Linked DNA regions of Capra hircus: region 2 is linked to region 1. A link is a contact called in public Hi-C data. All regions are on one chromosome and are shown on one strand. The core of a region is the stretch at or near the end of the contact, and the rest is flanking DNA. Distances in the headings are between cores, read along the strand shown.

Region 1 (5,981 bases), core at 3,052-5,551:
CTCTCCCACCCCCAATCTTATCACATCCAAAATAGTACCATCTAACACAACTGTCAAATTTAGTTGCTCTGCTGCTGCTGCTGAGTCGCTTCAGTCGTGTCCGACTCTGTGCAACCCCACAGACGGCAGCCCACTAGGCTCTCCTCTGTCCCTGGGATTCTCCAGGCAAGAACACTGGAGTGAGTTGCCATTTCCTTCTCCAGTGCATGAAAGTGAAAAGTTAAAGTGAAGTTGCTCAGTCATGCCTGACTCTTAGCGACCCCAAGGACTGTAGCCTACTAGGCTCCTCCATCCATGGGATTTTCCAGGCAAAAGTACTGGAGTGGGGGGGGGGGGGCACTGCCTTCTAGGAGGGTCTAAAAATTCAGCAACTCTTTGTAAATCAACTATGCTGCTGCTAAGTCACTTCAGTCGTGTCCAACTGTGTGTGACCCCATAGATGGCAGGCCACTAGGCTCCTCTGTCCCTGGGATTCTCCAGGCAAGAATACTGGAGTGGGTTGCCATTTCCTTCTCCAATGCATGAAAGTGAAAAGTGAAAGTGAAGTCGCTCAGTCATGCCCGACTCTTTGCAACCCCATGGACTGCAGCCTACCAGGCTCCTCCGTCCATGGGCTTTTCCAGGCAAGAGTACTGGAGTGGGTTGCCATCAACTATACTTCAATTAAAATTTTAAAAATTAAATAAAAACAAAACGAAACAAAAAAAAATTCAGTAATTCTGTTAGGACAACAATTATAGCAATGGTCCTTTGCCTTCAAGGAGTAACAGAAAATGATCAGTCAAGCTTCTGTCTCAATTTTGAGAACTCATAAGAGGCAGTAGGAAAAGGAATCAGAAAAGCATGCAAAAAAGAAACACTGCTGTACTTCTGGGAAAACACACTTCTGAAGTTAAAAAAAAAAGTTCCTTTTTGTTTTAATTTTAAAGATTTACATCTGCTAAAAGGCATGCTGTGATTCACAGGGTTGCAAAGAGTCGGACACGACTGAGGGACTGAACTGAACTGAACTGAAAAGGGAAATTAAGAAAATACTCCTACTTATAATAGCATCAAAAAGAATAAAATATGTAGGAATAACCTTAACCAAAGAGGTAGAAGATTTATACACCAAAAACTATAAAACACCACTGAAAAATATTAATGAAACAATAGACATCTCATGTTTATGGATTAGAAGACTTAATATTGTTTAAATGTCTATAGTACCCAAAGCAATCTACAGATTCAATGAAATCTCTACCAAAATCCCAATTGCCTTTTTTTTTTTTTTTGCAGAAAGAGAAAAAAAATATCCTAAAATTCATATGGAATCTCAAAAAGAGTTCTGACTAGTCAAATAATCTTGTGAAAGAGGAACCTAGCTGAAAGCTTAACACTTCCTGGTTTCAAATCATACTGCAAAGCTACAGTAATTGAAACAGTATGGTACTGGCATAAAGACAGACATATAGACTAATGGAACAGAATAGAGAACCCAGATATAAACCCTTGTGTAAATGGCCAAATGATGTTTGACAATGAGGGCAAGAAGTCTTCACAAATGGTACTGAGAAAACTGTCTATCTACATGCAAAAGAATAAAGATGGACCCTTATTTTATGCCACAGGTAAAAGTTAACTCAAAATGGACTAAAAAGCTAAACATATGACCTAAAACTATAAAATTCACAGTTAGGGGGAAAGTTTTATGAGAAAATATAGGGGGAAAGTTTTATGACATTGGAACGGGCAATGATTTCCTAGATAAGACACACAAAAAAACACTGGTAATAAGAGTAAGAACAGACAACTGGGACTGCATCAGACTTTTAAAACTTAAGCAAAGGAAACAACAGAATAAAAAGGCAAACTACAGAACAGGACAAAATGTTCGTAAGCTATTTATCAGATAAAGGATTAATATCCAGAATACATATAAAGAACCCCAATAAGTTAAAAACAACCAAAAACCCAATTTTAAAAAATGGGCCATGGACTAGAATAGACATTTATCCAAAGAATATATACAAATGGTCAATAAGCATGAAAAGATGCTCAACATCATTTATCATCAGGGAAACAACCCTGCAAATAACCCACAATGACATATCATCTCATGAATAGTAAGATGCAGCTCTCCAAAAACAAACAAACAAAAATACCAAAAAAAACCCAAAACAGAAAATAACAATTCTGATGAGGATATGGAGAAACAGGAACTCTTGCACACTGTTGGTAGAACTGTAAAACTGTGCAGTTGCTGACACAGAGCACTGCAGTTCCTCAAAAAGTTGAGAATATAGCTACCATAAAACCCAGCAATATCAATTCTGAGTGTATGTCCACAGGAACTGAAAGCAGAATCTCAAAGAGACATCTGAACACCCACGTTCACTGTAGAATTATTTACATAGCCAAGGTGTGGAAGCAACCTAAAGGCCCACATGCAGATGAATGGACAAAGCAAATGCGGTATTTATACACAACTGAGTATTGTTCAGCTGTTTAAAAGGAGGAAATCCTGTCCTACGGTAAAACATGGAAGAACCTTGAAGACATTATGCTAAGTGAAATAAGCCAATCACAAAAAGAGAAACACTGCATGATTCCACTTACATGAGGATCTAAAGCATCAAACTCATAGAAAAAGAACACTGAACTGTGGTTGCCAGGGAATGGTGGGAGGGGGAAGTGAGAACTGTTCAATGATCGTTTCACTCTTGCAGGGAGAAACATTTCTGGAGACCTGCTGTACAGCTCTGTGCGTAGACTTAACAAGACTGTACATTAAAAAATTAAGAGGGTAAACTTATGTGTGTGTTTTTTTTAATCACAGTAAGAAAAAAGACCCCCAAAATAGGTTACATTTGCCATCAGAACAAAGGAAAGAAGAGGTGAAGTGACCCAAAGAGACAGCAGGGAGATAGAGGAAAACTGAGGAACATGTATGAACATGTGGAGGGGAGGAAAAAAGCAGAAGAGGAAAAAGATTCCAACTCATACTCTGCGATGCAGCAAAGGAAAAGGACACAAGGCTAACAAGCTGCAGCTCTCCTTCCACGACACTGCCACTCTCTCCGCCTTTGACTCCTTTATCATTACATCTTCTACTCCTGCTCCTAACTCGATTTTAATGCTCTGGCAGGTTGACATCCAAATCAACGACCTCGTCACTGAAACCCACGCCTCTGTCCAAGGCGCTCTGCTCACAGGGAGAGGTGCAGACAGTCTTGTCCAAGATTTTACACAAGTCCATCATTAAAGGACGGTTCCTTTCATACTGCATAATCTGACATGACAGAGATCCGCGCACTCAACTGTGTCCCAGTCAGCAAATGAGCCTGGCACCCCCACTTTCCCTCTTTGGAAACAGAGGAGGAGTTTATTAATTGTTGCTATTAAAAAAAGTCAGGCAGTTTCTCAGGTGAGGAGGTTGTCGGCATGTCATCCTACAGCCAGCAGGGGCGCCCTAGGTGGGTGAATTAGGCAGGAGGGGTGGGGTAGAGGAGTCCTACCACGTCCAGTGTCTCCCCCTGGTGGAGCTAAGCGGTAGGGAATTTAAGACTAGCTAATTAACGCAGTGGGAACCAACACAAAACTGGAATTAAGCAGGAAACGGAAATGGATGAGGTCCATTTTTGTGTTTTTTTCACCTACAGAATCCAGAAATCTGGATTTATGTAGAAAAAAATGAAATTTTTAGTAATAGTGTGAATGCCAAACAAATGTACCTGAAGGCTATTCTGCAATCTCTGGGCAAATGTTACAGACCCACCCACTAGAACCAAATGTGCTCATGTGAACACACTGTCAGATGCTTCCAAGAAGGAGCAGAAGAAGATGTAACTGGAACTCCCCCCACCTCCACCCCATAAATATATAAGAAGTCCAAGAGGAGGGGGCGAAGCTACCTGCACAGCCCTAATGGGCTGGGACCGATTACAATAAGCAAAATACATCATGCAAACAGAACCCCGTACACCTGGTGTTACCGTCTTCAGCAAAACCTCCAACGCATCCTTTAGGGCACTGCTCTGCACAGATCCAGGAGAGAAGGGGACCCGAAGGGGGTAAATGAGTACATGGGAAACCACTCCAAACGGATTTTGCAGTACACATACAGATCCCACCTGAGCCCCTGCAGCACTCCAACACTCCAAACTGGCAGAAGCGATTACATCTCTTCAGGTTCTCCATGTGCATCTACAAAGCACACAGCCTTCCCTACAGCACGCAGCCCCAGAGAAAGGAGTGGCGGGGGATAATTTACATCAGCCCAACAGGTGCCGATCTGACCTACAGTGGGGGAAGGGCTGTCTGTGGAGCCGACTCTGCCTGGACGACCTGGAGGCTCACACCCTCCCCAACACCAGGGCAAGCCTCCTCACTTGCCAGCGATTCCCAAGATAGATATGGAGCAAGGTTAGAAAACCTTGCTTCCGGGCAGAGAGCAGAGGAAACAAAGAAATTCTTCCTGCACTTAAGCCGTCAAAGAAATCTCACAAGAGCAAGTACTTAGGACATCCAGTCCAAAGTACAGACAGAGGGAATAAGTGCGAGAGCCCACGACCTACCTCTTCCGGGACTCTCATTATCATAACGCCTTTTATTACCATAGCACCTGACTCTCTTCCATTCCAAGTCATGTTCACATAAGCAAGGATTGGCAAGCCACAGCCTGTCGGCCAAATCTGGCCTGCTGCCTGTTTTTGTACAGCCCATGTGCTAAGAATGGCTTTTATATTTTTAAATAGCTGAAAAACATCAAAGGAAGACTATTTCATGACATGTGAAAATTATATAAAAATCGCATTTGTGTCCATAAGTGAAGCTTTTGCTGGCACGGAGCCACACTCATTCACTTCCATACTGTCTGTGGCTACTTTTGTGCTACAATGGCAAAGTTCAGCATTTGCGGCAGAGACCATATGGCCTACGCAGAGCCTGAAATATTTACAAGCTTGCCCTTCACAGAAAACGTCCCAATCCCTGATATACAAGACACAACCAGGGATCACTCAGAATTCAGAGGCTCAAATACAATGTGACTTGGTTGGGCAGATGAGCAGAGAAAGGGGAAAAGATTAACAGCAATGGCCACCATCTCTTCTACTCTATCCTCACCCTCAAATTGCCAAAGAGAGAAATGGGTTTTAACCATCCCTGAAAACAAATAAATATCTAAATGCTACCACCTCATGATGGGCAACAGATATCCGGATTCTTTGGATCATTTAGCAAGGCCAGGAAGACTCGGTGACCCAGAGCCAGTAAGTCAAGTGAATGTCAAAGACAAAACCAAGGTTATGTCTCCCCCATACACGGCTGCTGGAGAAGAAAAGCACAGAACACCTCCGGGTGGCAGATGTTGAGAATAAAAAAAACCACACAGAAGTCATTCTCAACTTGGAGGATCAGACTCCTGAAAAACCCAGTGGTAGGATTTACTGCTAAGAAATTTAAGACTTTATGGGAAGGGAGGGGTGGGGCGGGGGGGTGGGGACCACAGGATTAAAAGCCCTATCTATGAATTTACGAATATCTACGAAATTATGTTCACTAAAACAGAAAATATTATTTTATATGTTTTAAATTAGTAGTAATAAATAGAATTAATTTTCAATTGCCATTAACAATGTTCAACGCTTCAGCCCCAGCGACGGAGGCTCTGAAAATGCATTCTCCTCTAGAGGCGCCTGCACAAGTCCACAAAGATGCTGCAGCACTGCCTCTGTGCACAAACCCAGAAACAACGCAGACTCCCTCAACAGGGGTCTTAATCAGGGTGCACGCGATCGTGGGAATACTATACCACTGTTAAAAAGAATGCACCACATCCAGACACATCAACACGGAAAAATGTCCATGACACACTAAGTGAAATATGTAAATGGTGGGATAGTAGACAGTATGATCCCATTTTTATAAATAAAGAAAAATGTGTTTTCATTTGCATAGAAAAAAATTCCGAAGTTAACACACAAGTTGTTAACAGTGGT
Region 2 (6,199 bases), core at 3,132-5,631, 130 kb before region 1:
GTGAGGCCGGACCCCAGGAAGGGTGAGTCCTAGTCCGGGTTCTGAGCTCTGTTCCCCGGCGTTGCAGACAAAGTGAAGAAGGGAGGCCTGGGGAGCGAGTGTGCCGAGTGGACCTGGGGGCCCTGCACCCCCAGCAGCAAGGACTGCGGCGTGGGATTCCGCGAGGGCACCTGCGGGGCCCAGACGCAGCGCATCCGCTGCCGGGTGCCCTGTAACTGGAAGAAGGAGTTCGGAGGTGAGCTGGGGTGCCCGCGGAGGGTAGGCAGGGGGCGCCCAGCTTCACAGGCCCCATCACAGGCTGCTCAGCTCTAACCTCCCCGGGCTCTCCCGCCAGCCGACTGCAAGTACAAGTTTGAGACCTGGGGGGCGTGTGATGGGGGCACAGGCACCAAAGCCCGCCAAGGGACCCTGAAGAAGGCGCGATACAATGCCCAGTGCCAGGAGACCATCCGAGTGACCAAGCCCTGCAGCCCCAAGACCAAAGCCAAGGCCAAAGGTTAGCGAGGGTGGGGTGGGTAGGGATGGGGTTGTCACAGGTGGCTGCCCCCACCTGTGAAGGCAGTGGTGAAGCTGCCGTTTTGGGATACTGGCCAGTGACTTCTTGATGTCTCCACTGTCTTTCTATAGGCAGAGACCTTAGGTGGGTGGTACTGAGAGCTCTGCAGATGGGGTTTGGGAGGTTGAAACCCTGGCTCAATAGGATCCAGGGCAGTGGGCCTGGAAGGGCCTGGCTTTGTCATTTCCCAGCAGGTGGGGGCAGTTTCTAGCTGGGAAGGACTTCCTTACTTCCTCTCTCCCTTAGCTTCCTTCCTGACTCTCAGCAGTCCTGGAGGCCAACCAGGCAGAGGGGCATATGCCCACTTCCCAGGTGAGGGGACTGAGGCTGTGTTCCAGGGCTGCTGGGACTAGGACTGAGACCAGGAACTGAGAGGTTTTCTGATTTCCCAGAGGAAGTCTAAGCTGGTGGAGTGAGGAACGTCCCAGGGCATCACAATGGCTGCCCGGGCCCAGGGGCTTCCCGTCGGGCTGATGGAGAACCACCAGGGGGCAGAATTTTGTTTTCTCTAATGTGCGAGCTGCAGGGAAGGGTGGGGGGGTCTCCACTGGGTCACCCGAACCCTGCTAATGCAGTGTTTCTTTCTTGTTTTACAGCCAAGAAAGGGAAGGAAAAGGACTAGCGGCCAGGCCCAGATGCCAAGGAGCCCCGGCTTCACTCGGAGGCCCGGCCCACGCCCTCCCTCCACAGGCTCAAGATGTTACCCACCAGTGCCTTCTTCCTCCTCGTTAGCTTTATCAATCATGCCCTGCTTCTTCCCTTTCACTTGCCCATATCACCCCAAGTGCCCAAAGTGGGGAGGGACAACAGATTCTGGGCAGCTTGAGCACCCCCGCCCCTCGCCAAGGGATTTGATTCCCCTGTACCCACTTTTCTTTTTCTTCCAACTGATGCCATTACTAAGAAATAAATAAAATAAATATCTTTTTGTCCCCAATAAAAGCTTTTCTTTTAATATATAAAAGCCCCTTCCCAGGGAGTTTGCTGTGGTGATTTGTTGGAGGTGGGAGAATGGAGGAGAGGGCTGGAGGGAATGGTGGCTTTCGGGGGTTTGGGGGCTTGGCGGTGAGTGCCTCCCAGAGCTCATGGAGAAAGAATGGTTATGAAAATTTCTACCAGGGGCCCCTATTGACCCCTGGAAGGGTTCCCCCGGTCAAGTCCCCTGAGCCCTTCAGTCCTGTTTCTCCAGGGGCCAGGCCAGGGGTGGGGAGGGAACCCGGGGGCGATAGGACTGACTCCTCCATCTCAGTTTCCCCAGATTCAGGATCTTTGGGTCCAGCCCCTGCCAATCCAGAAGGTTCTATCTTGAGAGAAGAGAGGTGGGGGTAGCTTGCCCTCCAGCCCTGCCCATTCCCCCCACTCCCATCAAGGAAGACTGTTGGGGTCAAATCCACCCAACCTGAGGGTTTCTCCCTGGTGACCCACTGGAGCGTCCCTCATACTCTGCAGAGGCCAGTGTGAATACCCCTCGCAGTCCCACCTTCACTACATGTGACCCGGGACAAGCCCCCTCCTTGGGGAGGGACAACTTCACAGAAGGATGGAACCGTTCAGCTCAGCCTAGGGTGGGAGGTGGTGGACCCCAGTTTCTGAGTGAACCCCTGATCTCCCCACTGGCCCATCCTAAATGTGACCGGGCGTGCTATAAGGGGTATGTTCAGAGCCCACTCTGCCTGGCTTCCAGCCAGCCCACCCCCCACACCCACCCAACCAGAGCCTGGCTGAGTAGCTGCAGCAAGGGGAGTCCCTGCCCCTGGAGTGGTATTTAGAAGGAGGGGCGGAGCCTACATGCGGGGGTGTTGGGGGCAGAAAGCACCGGTTACAGCAGAATAGGGGTCCCTCCCCTTCCATTCCCTTCCTGAGTCTCCTTTCCCGACCACTGGCCCTCTTGCTCCTCCCAAAGGAGGCTCTGCTCCCTTCCAGATGTCCCTTCTTTCAGCCATGCCGGCCAGTCACAGTGGGGCAAGGTGCCCATGTAGGCCAGTGCCCCCCAGCTCCCTGAGGCAGGACAACAGAGATGGGTCAGACCGTCCAGCTCAGTCACCTTCTGGGGCTGATCCTCCTCAGCCTGAGCAGAGACCTGGTCTCGGAATCCAGCCAGAGCCTCTTCTGAGCCTCACGGGGTCTCGGGGACCTCAGTTCTCTCCGGAGAACGTGAACACTGAGAAGCGCCTCCAAATCTCCTGGACATCAGCCGAGCCACGCACTCGCCCGCACCCGCGCCAGAACCTCCAGTGGCACCCTGCCTGCCTACCTGGCAGTGCCGATGTTCCGATACTGGCAGAGCAGCAGGTGCCGGAAGGTCTTTTTAAAGGTGGCGTTGCAGAGGGCATAGCAGGCTGGGTTGATGGTGCTGTTGACATAGCAGAGCCAGTAGCCGATGGACCACACGGTCTCGGGGATGCAGCTCTGGCAGAAGGTGTTCACCAGGACCATGACGTTGTAGGGCGTCCAGGTGAGGATGAAGGCCAGCAGGATGGCGAAGATGGTCCGAGTCACCTTGCGCTCCCGGGCCGCCATCTGCCGCTTCTTCCGCACCTGGCTGCGGGCGATGCTGGCAAACTTCCGGGCCACGTTGGCCGCCGGGCGCATGCCAGCTGGTGTGGCAGGCACGATCTCGATGGCTGTCACACACTCATTGCCTGTCTGCTTCGTTACAATCTGGATCTTGGACCATTTGGAGGCCGGGTTGAGGGTCCGTGGCTGGAGGGGGGGTGCGGGTGTGGCCGGCGTGGTGGCCTCTGTGGTTGACAGCTCTGTGGGTGGGCGTTCCTTGGTGTTTTGGGTGGCACTGCCCGAGCTGGACTCATTGGAGGTGTCCTTGTCGGCCATGGGGCGTGGCGGCGGCGGCAGCACGGGCGGAGGAGCCTCCTCTAGCTTCCCGTTGCGCAGCTCGCCCCGAGCGGTGGCGTCTCCTTGGGGCGGCGGTTTCTTGATGCTCTGCTTCATCAGGGGGCTCTTGAGGAAGGCCAGGGTCTTGGCCTTCTTCTCCTTCGGGCCTTCGGGCCGGTGCTTGTGAACTCGGCTCCGACTGGCCAGGGAGATGTGGACGTAGAGCACCGTCATGATGACCACGGGCAGGTAGAAGGCGGCGATGGCCGTGCCGAAGGTCACTGCGGGGTTGGACAGGAACTGGATGAAGCACTGGTTGTCGGGCACCGTCCGCTTGCCCACCACAAACTGCCAGAACAAGATGGCAGGCGCCCAGAGCACAAAGGACAGCACCCAGGCGGCGGCGATCATCAGGCCTGCCATCTTGGTGGTGCGCCGGGCGGGGTAGGTGAGGGGCTTGGTGACGCAGAAGTACCGGTCGAAGCTGATGATGAGCAGGTTCATGACGGAGGCGTTGCTCACCACGTAATCCAGGGCCAGCCACAGGTCACAGACCACGGCGCCCAGGGGCCAGTAGCCCTTGATGATGTACACGGTGTAGAGGTTCATGGAGAAAGCGCCTATGATGAGATCGGCACAGGCCAGGCTGAAGAGGAAGTAGTTGTTGACCGTCTGCAGCTGCCTGTTCACCTTGATGGACAGCATCACCAGGATGTTGCCCACGACCGTCACCAGGCTCAGGGAGCCTGTCACCGTGGCAATGAACACCATCTCCACCGTCTCATAGCGGTTATGGGTTGACGTGACCAGGCGCACAGACTGGTTGCCTGAGCTGCTGTTGATCGGGGTGAAGTTCGCCATTTTGGATAGTGGCAGTGGGCGGACAGTGTCTGGAACAAAAGAGGAAGGGGGTGAACTGCTGAAGCGCATGAGAGGCAGGAGGTGGGGTGCCCTGGAGTCAAGGGGATAGAGGAGCAACATCGTCCTGCAGAACCTTAGAGAACCCGGTCCCATCACTTCCTCCTGTCTCCACTCACGCGGCATTTCCTGGGTGCCTACTCTGTGTAAGGGGACGACAGAGGATGAGATGGCTGGATGGCATCACTGACTTGATGGACGTGAGTTTGGGTAAACTCCGGGAGTTGGTGATGGACAGGGAGGCCTGGCGTGCTGCAGTCCGTGGGGTCACAAAGAGTCGGACACGACTGAGCGACTGAACTGAACAGAACTCTGTGCAAGTGCTGTTGTAGGCATTGGGGTTACAGACGTGAAGGAGACACACGCAGCCTTCCACTCTCATGAAGCTCACATCCCGATCAGGGGAGACATACATACACATGAGCAACGAAAAAGCGCTAGAATGAAAACAAGGGCAGGTGACAGAAAATGAGTCAGAGAGGGGATGGGCAGTCAGAGCTGCAGAGAGCGGCCTCGGCGAGGGCGATGGCGGAGCTGAGGCCCAGAGGCACGTGCGACGCATGGACAGGAGGCCAGTATGGGTGGAGGGGTGGGGGCAAAGGTGGTCCTGACACCAGCGCGTGGCTCAGGTCAAAGGTATTCCTTCATTCACCCTCTTTGTCACTTCTTTTTCTTTTTTTAGATTTTTAAATGTTTTTTTAATTAGAGGATAATCACAATATTGTGCTGGTTTTTTGCTATCCACCCACATGAATCAGCATTAGGTACACGTATGTCCCTTCCCTCTTGAACTTGGTCACTTCTTAACCAAACGTTCCAGCGGGACTTGCCCACTAATCCCTACAGAAGGCACTGGGGACAGAGGCAAGAATATATACTACCAGCTAATGTGCATTGTCTACCAAGCACTTTCTATGCTTTTTGTAAGTATTCATTCATTTCATCGTCACAACAAACCTAGGAAGTAGACGCTGTTATTTGTTTATCGGTCATGGGGCATGGCATGTGGGATCTTAGTTCCCTGACTAGGGATCAGACCCACACCCTCTGCAGTGGAAGCACGGAGTCTTAACCACTCGACTGCCAGGGAGGACATTGTTATTTCTTACTAACAGATGAAGAAACCGAGGCCATAACCTGCCCAAGGTTCCATAGCTCCTGCAGCTCATGGTGCTGTCCCAGAGCTAAGGGATCTGGCAGAGGGAGCCCCAAAGAGCCACAGGAGCCAGTAGTCCCAGAGGTGACCTGACCTGATCACGGAGCAGGTGGCGTGGAACCGGAAATTCAACGAGGAGGGGACAGTGCCACTGCGGCAGCCCCTCCCGGAGCACCCCCCCATCCCCAGGGCGTGGGGGTGCAGCGCAAGGGCAGATGGGGTCTGTTTGTGAAGAACCAGAAGCCCAAAGGGCCCGTCCACTGAGGCGAGACTCCAAGGGCTTCCCAGGGGCCAGTGCCCGATGGGAACCCGAAGGGGGAGCGAGTGGCCCAGAGGGGCTGCGGCAGGGGCGCCCGTGGCCAGCCCCCGAGGGTGCCCCTCGCCTGCCAGTGCCCACTGGGTGCCCTTGCCGGAGGCCCCCAAGCCTGGGGCCTCTCCCTGAAGCCTCTCCGCATCCCCCCACCACCTCTCCCTCCGTGTGAGGGAGGCCCACGCCCAGCGCGCTGTGCCAGGGCAGCCGTTCAGCCCAGCCTCCTTCACACCCGCCAACACGCGCACCATTACACACGCACACGGGCCCATCACAGCCCCGCCAGCCCCACAGCTCCCTGGCGTATATACGTAGTTCTGTGCGTCTGTGTGAGAGAGAGGCGGAGGAAGCGGGGTGTGGAGGAAGGAGCCCGCGCCCCACAGCCCAGGCTCCCAGGGTCTTAGCTGGGCGGCCATGCGCAAGCCAC

The links. A called contact is a pair of places that touch in the nucleus more often than the background predicts.
Region 2: a contact with region 1 is called in a Hi-C map of blood, with 5 times the contacts expected there. The contact joins the promoter of CHRM4 here to the enhancer-like site in region 1. A contact is called at or near these places in 2 of 5 Hi-C or Micro-C datasets (blood and liver).

Annotation. Positions count from the first base shown.
Region 1 is chr15:6,467,216-6,473,196 of ARS1.2, reverse strand. All of the region lies in intron 7 of AMBRA1 (activating molecule in BECN1-regulated autophagy protein 1), which reads right to left. Among named protein-coding and RNA genes, the nearest start is that of TRNAW-CCA, 30 kb to the right of the region's middle. Within about 2 kb of position 4,301, at least 2 of the 5 cell types and tissues checked have an H3K27ac peak or open chromatin away from gene starts, as enhancers often do.
Region 2 is chr15:6,597,195-6,603,393 of ARS1.2, reverse strand. It overlaps CHRM4 (muscarinic acetylcholine receptor M4), which reads right to left and starts at 4,381. Exons shown (of 1, transcript XM_005690149.3): 1 at 1,503-4,381. The coding sequence starts at 4,369. The coding sequence ends at 2,807. It overlaps MDK (midkine), which reads left to right. Exons shown (of 5, transcript XM_018059158.1): 3 at 68-235; 4 at 335-496; 5 at 1,153-1,527. The coding sequence ends at 1,178.